2 separate regions of the Mus musculus genome follow, and region 2 is linked to region 1. Evidence: chromatin contacts called from public Hi-C data. All regions are on one chromosome and are shown on one strand. The core of a region is the stretch at or near the end of the contact, and the rest is flanking DNA. Distances in the headings are between cores, read along the strand shown. Region 1 has its middle 46 kb from the start of Gm23626. Region 2 overlaps Cacna1a (calcium channel, voltage-dependent, P/Q type, alpha 1A subunit).

Evidence for each region. A called contact is a pair of places that touch in the nucleus more often than the background predicts.
Region 2: a contact with region 1 is called in a Hi-C map of cortical neurons, with 2.1 times the contacts expected there. The contact joins two enhancer-like sites. A contact is called at or near these places in 1 of 15 datasets of contacts at CTCF or cohesin (the NIH/3T3 cell line), 3 of 484 Hi-C or Micro-C datasets (the MC38 cell line, bone marrow-derived macrophages and cortical neurons), 5 of 115 datasets of contacts at active chromatin or transcription factors (bone marrow-derived macrophages and embryonic stem cells) and 2 of 9 other capture datasets (adipose tissue and pancreatic islet).

The regions. Positions count from the first base shown.
Region 1 is chr8:84,332,688-84,336,765 of GRCm38.p6, forward strand. No RefSeq gene overlaps it. Among named protein-coding and RNA genes, the nearest start is that of Gm23626, 46 kb to the right of the region's middle. Within about 2 kb of position 1,829, at least 18 of the 459 cell types and tissues checked have an H3K27ac peak or open chromatin away from gene starts, as enhancers often do. A contact at or near this core is called in cortical neurons, where this site is marked.
Region 2 is chr8:84,493,410-84,498,178 of GRCm38.p6, forward strand. All of the region lies in intron 3 of Cacna1a (calcium channel, voltage-dependent, P/Q type, alpha 1A subunit), which reads left to right. Among named protein-coding and RNA genes, the nearest start is that of Cacna1a, 80 kb to the left of the region's middle. Within about 2 kb of position 1,477, at least 25 of the 459 cell types and tissues checked have an H3K27ac peak or open chromatin away from gene starts, as enhancers often do. A contact at or near this core is called in cortical neurons, where this site is marked.

The DNA of each region.
Region 1 (4,078 bases), core at 579-3,078:
GGGTTGGCTAGCCTTGAGTTTATAATGACCTTCCTGCCTCTGCCTCTAGAATGTTGAGATAAAGGTGTGTGCCACCACTTCTGGTACAACTAAGCCTATTTTAAGAACACTTCCCCCAAACTCTTATGGAGCTATAAACAGTGATTAAGAATTAGCAACATTATTCTCAAACACAGTTTATGGTTGTTCACAGGTAAGTTAGCTGCCACCTGCCATCAAAAAAATCTTTTCTTTACAGCAAGATGGAAATCATAATTGGACACAATGCAGAGATTAAAAGATTGTAGAAAGCCCAGCCCCAGTGAACACATGTGAGCCTGTGTACTGGAGGCTTTCTACAGAGATCTCTGGCCTGGCCATGTGTGACGGTTCAGGCAATATTAACAGACCTGCTGCCTTAGTTAGGATTTTATTGTTGTGAGGAGACACAATGACCATGACAGCTCTTATAAAGAAAACATTTAATTGGGGTTGGCTTACAGTTTCAGAGGTTCAGTCCATTATCATCATGGCAGGCCAGGTCAGGCATGGTGCTGAAGAAGGAGTTGAGAGTTCTATATTTGGATCCTCAGGCAGCTGGAAGGAGACTGAGTCACACCAGGCCTGGCTTGAGCATCTGAAACTCAAAGTCCACCCCCACAGAGACACACTTTCTCCAACAAGGCCACACCCACTCCAGCAAGGCCATACTTCCTAATAATGCCACTCCCTATAACTGTATGGAGGTCATTTTTATTCAAGCCTCCAAACCTGCTAATGTGGAAAGGGGAAAATTTCACTGGGTCCCACCCGTAGATGAGGAACTATAAGCAACTAGTGACTGCAGGCAGAGGGAGAATTAGCGTTTCCAGGGATGGCCTTCTTTATGGTTATCTAATACAAAGTAGTCAGCCCTAACACCACATGTATAAACAACAGAATGGACTCCTCAGGTTGTATTTATATATTTGCATGTACATACATACACACAGACATACGCATATATGTTGTGTAACATAGTGATCACAGAAAAACAAGCTATTAATTTGAGAGGGGGTAATGAGAGGGTTGGAGGGAGTAAAGGAATGGAGGAAAGTGTATAATTCTATTTTAATATGTATTAAAATGATTTGCTAGAGGGGAAAAAGGATGAAGTGAGAGGAAGCATCCTGAGTCCCACTGCATGCCAAGAGGGTGAAGATTGTATTTGCTTCTCGATTAAAGGGAACAGTTCCACCGTCTTCAAAGAATTTATGTGGTGGCTTGAATATGCTTGGCCCACGGGAAGAGGCACCATTAGCAGGTGTGGCCTTGTTGGAGGAAGTATGTCACTGTATAACCAGGCCTTGAGGTTTCCTAGCATTCAAGTTCTGCCCAGCACGGAAGAGGCCCTCCTCCTGTCTGCCTTCAGATCAAGATGTAGAGCTCTGGGCTCCTCCAGGACCATGTCTGCCTGCATGCTGCCATGCTTCCCACCATGATGACAATGGACTGAACCTCTGAAACTGTAAGCCAGTCCCAGTTAAATATTGTCCTTTATAAGAGTTGCCTTGGTCATGGTGTCTCTTCATAGCAGTGGAAACCCTAACAAAGATAATTTGGTTATCTATTTACTTGTTTTTATTTGATACAGGGTTTCTGAGGCTGGACTAGAACTCACTCTGTAGCCCAGGCTGGCTTCAAACTCACAGCAATCCTCTTGTCTCAGACTCCTGAGTGCTGGGACTGCAGGTGTGTGCCACTTTGTCCTGTTTCACCTGCCTTTGTTTTGATTTCCCTCATCCGCACAGTTGCCATGTGATTGGACTTTGCCCAGAACATGTAAGTAGTAATTTGCTTGCTGGATAAATGGCAGAGGTGTTCTCTGGGCGATGGATGCCAGCTGGCATGGCTCCCAGCCAGGGCCTGTGTGTGCAGCTTGGGCTGTCACACTCGGAGCGAGCACTCTCTGCTGCCCACTCCACGCCCCAGAGACCACAAGCAACATAAGTGCTCCCCTCTCCCTGGTGGAGCTCAGGATGCTGTTGCCAGGGGTGGGGATGTACAGTTGAGGAGAGGTTTTTCTTGGAGAACTGTGACACAGGGTTCTCTGGGGAATCTGTTTTCTTTCTTATGTCTGTATTCTTTGGTAGCAAGAAGGGAGTAAAATGAGATGAGCCCATAGCAGGCTAGTAAGAAGGCCCGACTTGCATCTGTAGGGCCCCGAGGAGGAAAACGTTGCCTGTTCCCTTGAGCTGGTGTCTTGCCCTTACTTGGTTCCTGGAAGGCTGAATCCAGAGAACAGCATCAGGCTCTGCTGTTTGTTCCCTGACTGACAATTAGATCATCCAACAGGAGTCTCTCATAGACAAAGAGAGAATGTGGGCAGACCTCAGGTGCTTGCTAAGCCTCCTGTAGTTGTGGTGCCTCTAAGAGAGCTTTATGTATCCTTTTGCCGGGGCCACACCTCTTCCTCTCCTTCTGTGCATTTTTGGAAACTTCTCATTGTTCTTTTAAATTTTGTAGCCTGTCCCTCCAGTGGCCATTACGTCATTTAGCTAACACTGTGTTTGTTGTTAATAGATTTCCTAAGTGCTTCGAAGGCCTGTCACAGTTTTGCATGCTGTCTGCTTTCTATGGACTCTTAGGGAGAGTGGTGCCGGCACGGGCTCAGGCTGTACAGCCTCATCACACACCAGGCACACATGTGCAGCGGCATTACACACCAGGCACACATGTGTTGCTTTTTCATAAGCCTGGAATGGAAATTTGAACATTATCATGTACATACTGCTGACTGTGAAGTTGAGGCATGGAGAGCTTAAGTGGGTTCCTGAAAGGCACAGAGCGGATTTAAGTGTAGGAGCAAAGAATCCAATGCTGGTTTTCTGGATCTAGGCCTGTAACTATTCCTGTTGCTCTGGAGAAAATGGTGAGGACAGTGATAATGAGGATCACCATGATGGTGATGTGGTGATGTTGGCCATAGTGAGATGAAGGTCATGGTGGTGAGTACTACAGTAATGGTGATTGTCATGGTGGTGGTGATGGTGGGGTTAGTGATAATGGTATTGGTGATTGTGGTGATGATGATGGTTGTGATGGTGACAGAATGGTGGCAGCAGTGACACCGATGGGTCTATTGGTCATGAATCTTACATCTAGGCACGACCTTCAAATGTTCTCTGAGTGAATGAAACTCTGCAATCTTCAGGGCAGTGGTGTCCCATGATACCTTGAAAGACCTACACAAGCCCTTGGAACTCAATATCCCCCTGAGACATGCTGCATTTCTGAAACCCCCTTCGCAGACACACCTAGCAACCAAGTCTAGCCAACTGGACAGGAATCTCAGCCCAATCAGGCTGACACCTGACTGAAATGAGCCATCACACCCACGCTCCACGATCAGTGGCTTCAACTGGGCATGGTCACACACCCAGGTCACCCCTGCACCCAGGAGACAGAGGCAGGGGGATCACCAGTTCTCCTCTATCCGAGGCTTCACAGTGAGACTGTGTGGGTTGCTTGGCATATATCCGGTTGGGGTGGAGCCAGGTGGGTGACTACAGGTGCCTTTTGTTTTCTTTGGGGATGCTTGTTCTCAGGGTAGGACAAGAGGACAGGCCATATCCACGGCTCAGGCTGCTCATGTGCCACCAACTAAAGCAAGTCATATGGCCACATCCAAGGCAGACGGCTGGGAAACACGTGCTGCCCCACTGAACTGCAGCAGGGCTCTGTGAACAGGAAGGAGGGGATAACTGGGAGTAATTGTTCACCCTAAAAGACCGCATGAGTTAGAAGAGAGCTGACTCAGGATGCTCTCGTTTGCCCAAAGGAAAATCAGAACTTTTTGACATTTCCAAAGGACTCTTAAGGAAGCCGGGATGGCTATTTATGTTCACAGTGACTCACATGAGTCACATGGCATGAAATAGGAAAATTTGATGCTAATTGTGTAGCCCTGGGGCTCCCTGACTAACAGTGGTAACATCTTGTGTCGTGCGGCCTTTCTCAGTTTGTGGCGCCTCTGACAGCCTTGTCTGACTTTACAGTCAAACAATCCTTCTTGGGACTCCACCCAGTTTTGAACAGGAGATGACACAGGCTTAAGGGA
Region 2 (4,769 bases), core at 227-2,726, 160 kb after region 1:
ACTGAGAGAGTAAAATGGGTTGTTAACTGCAGAAGAAATGGGATCCACACATTTGCTTTCTTCTTTTTCTTGGAGGGGAGACAGGTTCTCATGAAGCCTACGCTGACTTTGAATTCACTATGTAGCCCACGTTGGCCTTGAACTCACTAATGTAGCTGGGGACAACCTTTGATCCTGTCCTCTTTCTGGGATCATAGGTGAATACTTCCATATCCAGTTTTAATGGGGCTAGGGGCAAACCTAGAGCCTTGTGCATAGGAGGCAAGTACTCTACCAAGGAGCCACCTCCCCAGTTCTTGGCTGCTTTTTCTTGTTAGTTTGTCCATTTTATGGTAGGGACTCACTGTGTAGCACAGGCTGTCCTGAAACTCACAATCCCCCTGCATAAATACAGGCAGGCACTACATACCCAAGACTTCACAGGAGTCACACCTCAGTGAACAAGAAAGACATTTAGTATACTAGAAAACATACTGACTTCCACTATTTTAGGAAAATACCTGAGGACAGGTCACTTATAAAAAGTGGAGGTTTACCAAACTCCTCTTTCTGGAGACGTCAGAGTCTCAGATCATGCTGCTGGCAATGACAATGGTTTCTTGCCACATCTGAACATGGCAGAAGACCCATAGTGACCCAGACTCATCCTGCCCGTTCCAGTCCCTCTTCCTTTTCCTGTAACACCTTCATTGGGGGCCTGAACACCAGGATATCATCTATCCCTAATTACTCTCAAAGGCCATGAACAAACACATTTGGGGACCAAGTTCTCAACCCGTGAGTTTTATGGAACACACAAAAACACCAGAGTAAAGAAGAAGGTTTAAGTGCCGGTGAGAGTTTGCTCAGCAAGTAGAGACGGGAAAGGAGGTTCTTTTGGTGCGGAGTGGATCAGGGTGTGTCAGTAGATTACGTTCTGATGTGTCTGTGCTTTATACCTGTAGGACAGGTTTAACATACTGAATAGTTACTGGTAAACTTGTCCTGTGCTGAGCATTGTACCAGCCACCAGAGACACAGACATCAGGAACAGCCATGAGTCTAGGCAACTCGTGCTGGTTGAAGGACACCTTTCTCAGATGTTAAGACAGACTGATTGCCCTGGCAAGGTGGTGGGATGCAGTGGTAATCCCAGCTCTTGGGAGATGGGTATCTATGTGAGTTCCAGGCCAGAACTACATAGTAAGGCCCTGTCTCAAAGAAGAAAAAAATCTTGACTAGTGGCTATTGACCTGCCAGTGTCCCTCCACCAGGTCCTCTTCCTCTCGAAGGGTTAGTCTTTAGCTCCCCAAATCTCAGCCCAGAACCCTCTTACCACCACCAACCATCACTTCTTACCATAATTTAATCCCATCATTCAGGAAAGCCAAGTTCCCAAGCCTCAAGATTGTATCAATGAACCAGTCTCCATGGCAATAGTCATGAATGAGCCCAGCAAGGTAACCTGGGAGATGGCAACATGAATGAGATGTGGCCCGTTGCCATGGAGATGTGCCGGATGGAAAAGCCCCAGCTAGCAGGAACACGTCACGGGGCTGGAACAGTCAGTGTGAAGTTGGTGTATCTATTTTCAACCTAGAGTTACAAAAATACATTTTCATAAAGATCACGATCCAACTCCTCCCTCCTCCCTCCACCCTCCTCCCACCTGTGTGTGCACCCTTCCCACCACTCAGCCGAGGCTCACAGGCATCCTTCCACCCCCTCAAGGACACCTTGTGGGAGCAGCCTTCATTGCTTCCCTGGGATGCGGTGGTACTTCTTGGACCCCTGACTCTTTGTTTGGAGAACCAACTGTGTCTTCTAAATCCATGAGTGAATTTGGGAAGAACGTTGTAATTTTTAGGGTAACAACCACAAGTCAGGGGCTGGAGAGATGGCTAACATGATGACCTGAGTTTGGGTCCCTAGAACCCATGTCCAAGACATGACACACACCGCTGTAATCCCAGTGCTTCTGTGGCAAAATAGGACTTAGAGACAGGGCGCCTCCCGGAAGCTCACAGGCCAGCTGGCCTGGTATGGGGAAGTGGGGAATCAGAGACCCTGCGTCAAACAAGGTGGGAGGGAGAACCAACACCAGAGGTTGATCTTTGACCTAATACCTGCACTTTGGCACCCACACAGCCAGAACACACACACACACACACACACACACACACACACTCACACACACACTCACACACACAGACACACATACACACACACACACACACACACACTCACACACACACACACATACACACACACACACACACACACACACACACACACACACACACACACACACACACCACAACGGGCCCAAAGAGTTGGTCAGTGGTTAAGAGCACTTGCTAGTCTTCCAGAGATTCAGATCCCAGCACCCACAGAAGTCCTAGGACCCCAGCTCCAGGCAATCAAACACCCGTTTCTGGTGTCCTTGGGAAACTTTACTTAGGTGCATAAACCCACATACATAATTGAAAAGTAAAAGTCGTCTTTTAAGCCGGGAGTGGTGGCGTATGCCTGTAATCCCAGCACTTAGGAGGCAGAGGCACATGGATTTCTAAATTCGAGGCCAGCCTGGTCTACAGTGTGAGTTCCAGGACAGCCAGGACTGCACTGTTTCAAAAAAACAAAAAACAAAAAAAAGACAAACAAACAAACAAACAAACAAAAAGTCGTCTTTTAGAGAGAAGAGGGAGGCTAACTAGAAAGCAGTTAGTCTGCACAAAGACCTCACTGGGCAGATCAGTTCCCATCGGTCAGCTGCAAGGCAGCACGTGCCACAGTGGCACAGTCAACAGCCACACTGTTGACAAAGACACTCTGACCCCAGAGGAGGACTCCTGGGAGCAGGACTCAAGGCTTAAGGCGTCTGGAAGGCCGCACCTCAGCTCCCATCCCGTGTCTTCCCTTGCTCGTGTTCACATGCTCATTCCTTCAACTGTATTTATCAGGGGTTTCAGCAAAGGGCTGGGAGTAACACAGATTGTGTAGACTGGGCTGTGAAAGAAACTCGGTTCACCTATCACTTGTGCTATCTTAAGAGGTTGAAGTCAGGGAACAAACAGGCTCTGGATTCAGTGCCTGGGAGGCTAAGGCAAGAGGATTTGAGGCCAGCCTAGGCTATGCAGTGAGATTGGAAAACCAATCACATCTAATCATATTTTTTAAATGAAGAAGGAAGAAAGGAAGGGGAAAGGAGGGGGAAAGAAGGAAGGAAGGAAGGAAGGAAGGAAGGAAGGAAGGAAGGAAGGAAGGAAGGAAGGAAGGAAGGAGGGAGGAAGGGAGGGAGGAGAGAGAAGCAAATCTATAGTTGCTAACAGCATTTTTAGGTCACCTACTGTGCACACACACGGTTCTAAATTTTTGTTGTTGTTGTTTTTCTAATTCCTCTGTGTAGCCCTGGCTGTCCTGGAGCTCACTCTGTAGACCAGGCTAGCCTTGAACTCAGAGATCCAACTGCCTCTGCCTCCCGAGTGCAGGGGATTAAAAGCGTGAGCCAACCAGCATCTGGTCTCTAAAATAAATTATGAGTTTGCTTGACTGTGCTGGCAAGCTCATGACAGGGAATGTATGCATCATGCTTCTTTGATATAGATGCAGATATGGTCATTACCTCATCCAGGATGAACAGTTAAGTGGGGAAAAAGACAATGTTCAGAGTATGGCTACCGCCTGTTTGTAAATGCAGAGACTATCTATCCAGAAGTCTCCGTAAAGAACTTCGGAATTATGAGCTGGGTGTAGTGGTTCACACCTGTCATCCCAGCACTAGAGAGGCTAAGGCTGGAGGATGGCTGTTAATCTGGGGCCAGCCTGGAAGACAGGAGCCTTATCTTGAAAAAAAAAATCTAACCCAGCCTGGGATGAGGACCAGTCAGTAGAGTGCTCACCTGCCAACACGAGGCCTGAGTTCCATCCCCAGCAACAACAATAGACCAGGCATGGTGGTGCACACTGTAACCCCAGAATTCCAAAGGTTCAGGCAGGAGGGCCATTCTCAAGCCTAGCCTGGGCTACATGAGATCCTGTCTGAAGAAAAGCCACACACAACTCCCAAAAGTGGAAACATGTTTGTCTGAGCAGAAGGCCTCTGAGGTGTGCAGAGGAAACACTTCTGTAGCCACACTTGGTTGCCCTGAGTTTTGTGTCATCTCTGTGGGGTTTTGCCCTCAGCGTAGAGCAGCATGCCCCTTGGATGCTAGGTGCCCTGGATTCCTGAACAGTGCTGGTGGTGAGGCCTGGTTCTTTGACGGTAGTGTGAGAGTGTGCTGTAGGGGGCAGGGGCACCAGGCGGCTGGGACACTAGATTTATACAGAAAACAGTATGTGTGCTCTCCTGTGCTACGCTCAAACTGGTGTGTGTCCTGCGTGTGTCAGGTCCCGAGAGAAGCAAATGGAAGGGAAATCCCTGAAGGCCTTGGGGACCAGACAATGCTTGAGGGACGCTGGCTGTGTCTGAAAGCCCAGAGGAGCCACAGAAGGATCTGGGCCAACGTCCATGAAGTCAGATCATGTTAAAAGCCCTCATTTTGTCAGACTTTTTGTGAGCATTAAAATGGGTGCGAATGTGTAAAGCTCAGAATGTTCCAGAACATTCCAGAAGAGAAGCACTGAGTACAAATCAGCATTGACCATAATGAGTCACCTCACAACATTTCAGCCAGTGATGAGGTTTGCATACGATGGGATTGGTCCCATGAGGGTGTTGATACTACTTAAATATTCCTACCTGGCTGGGGTGGGGTTCAGCAACAAAGCCTGCCTTGAGTGTGAGGGAC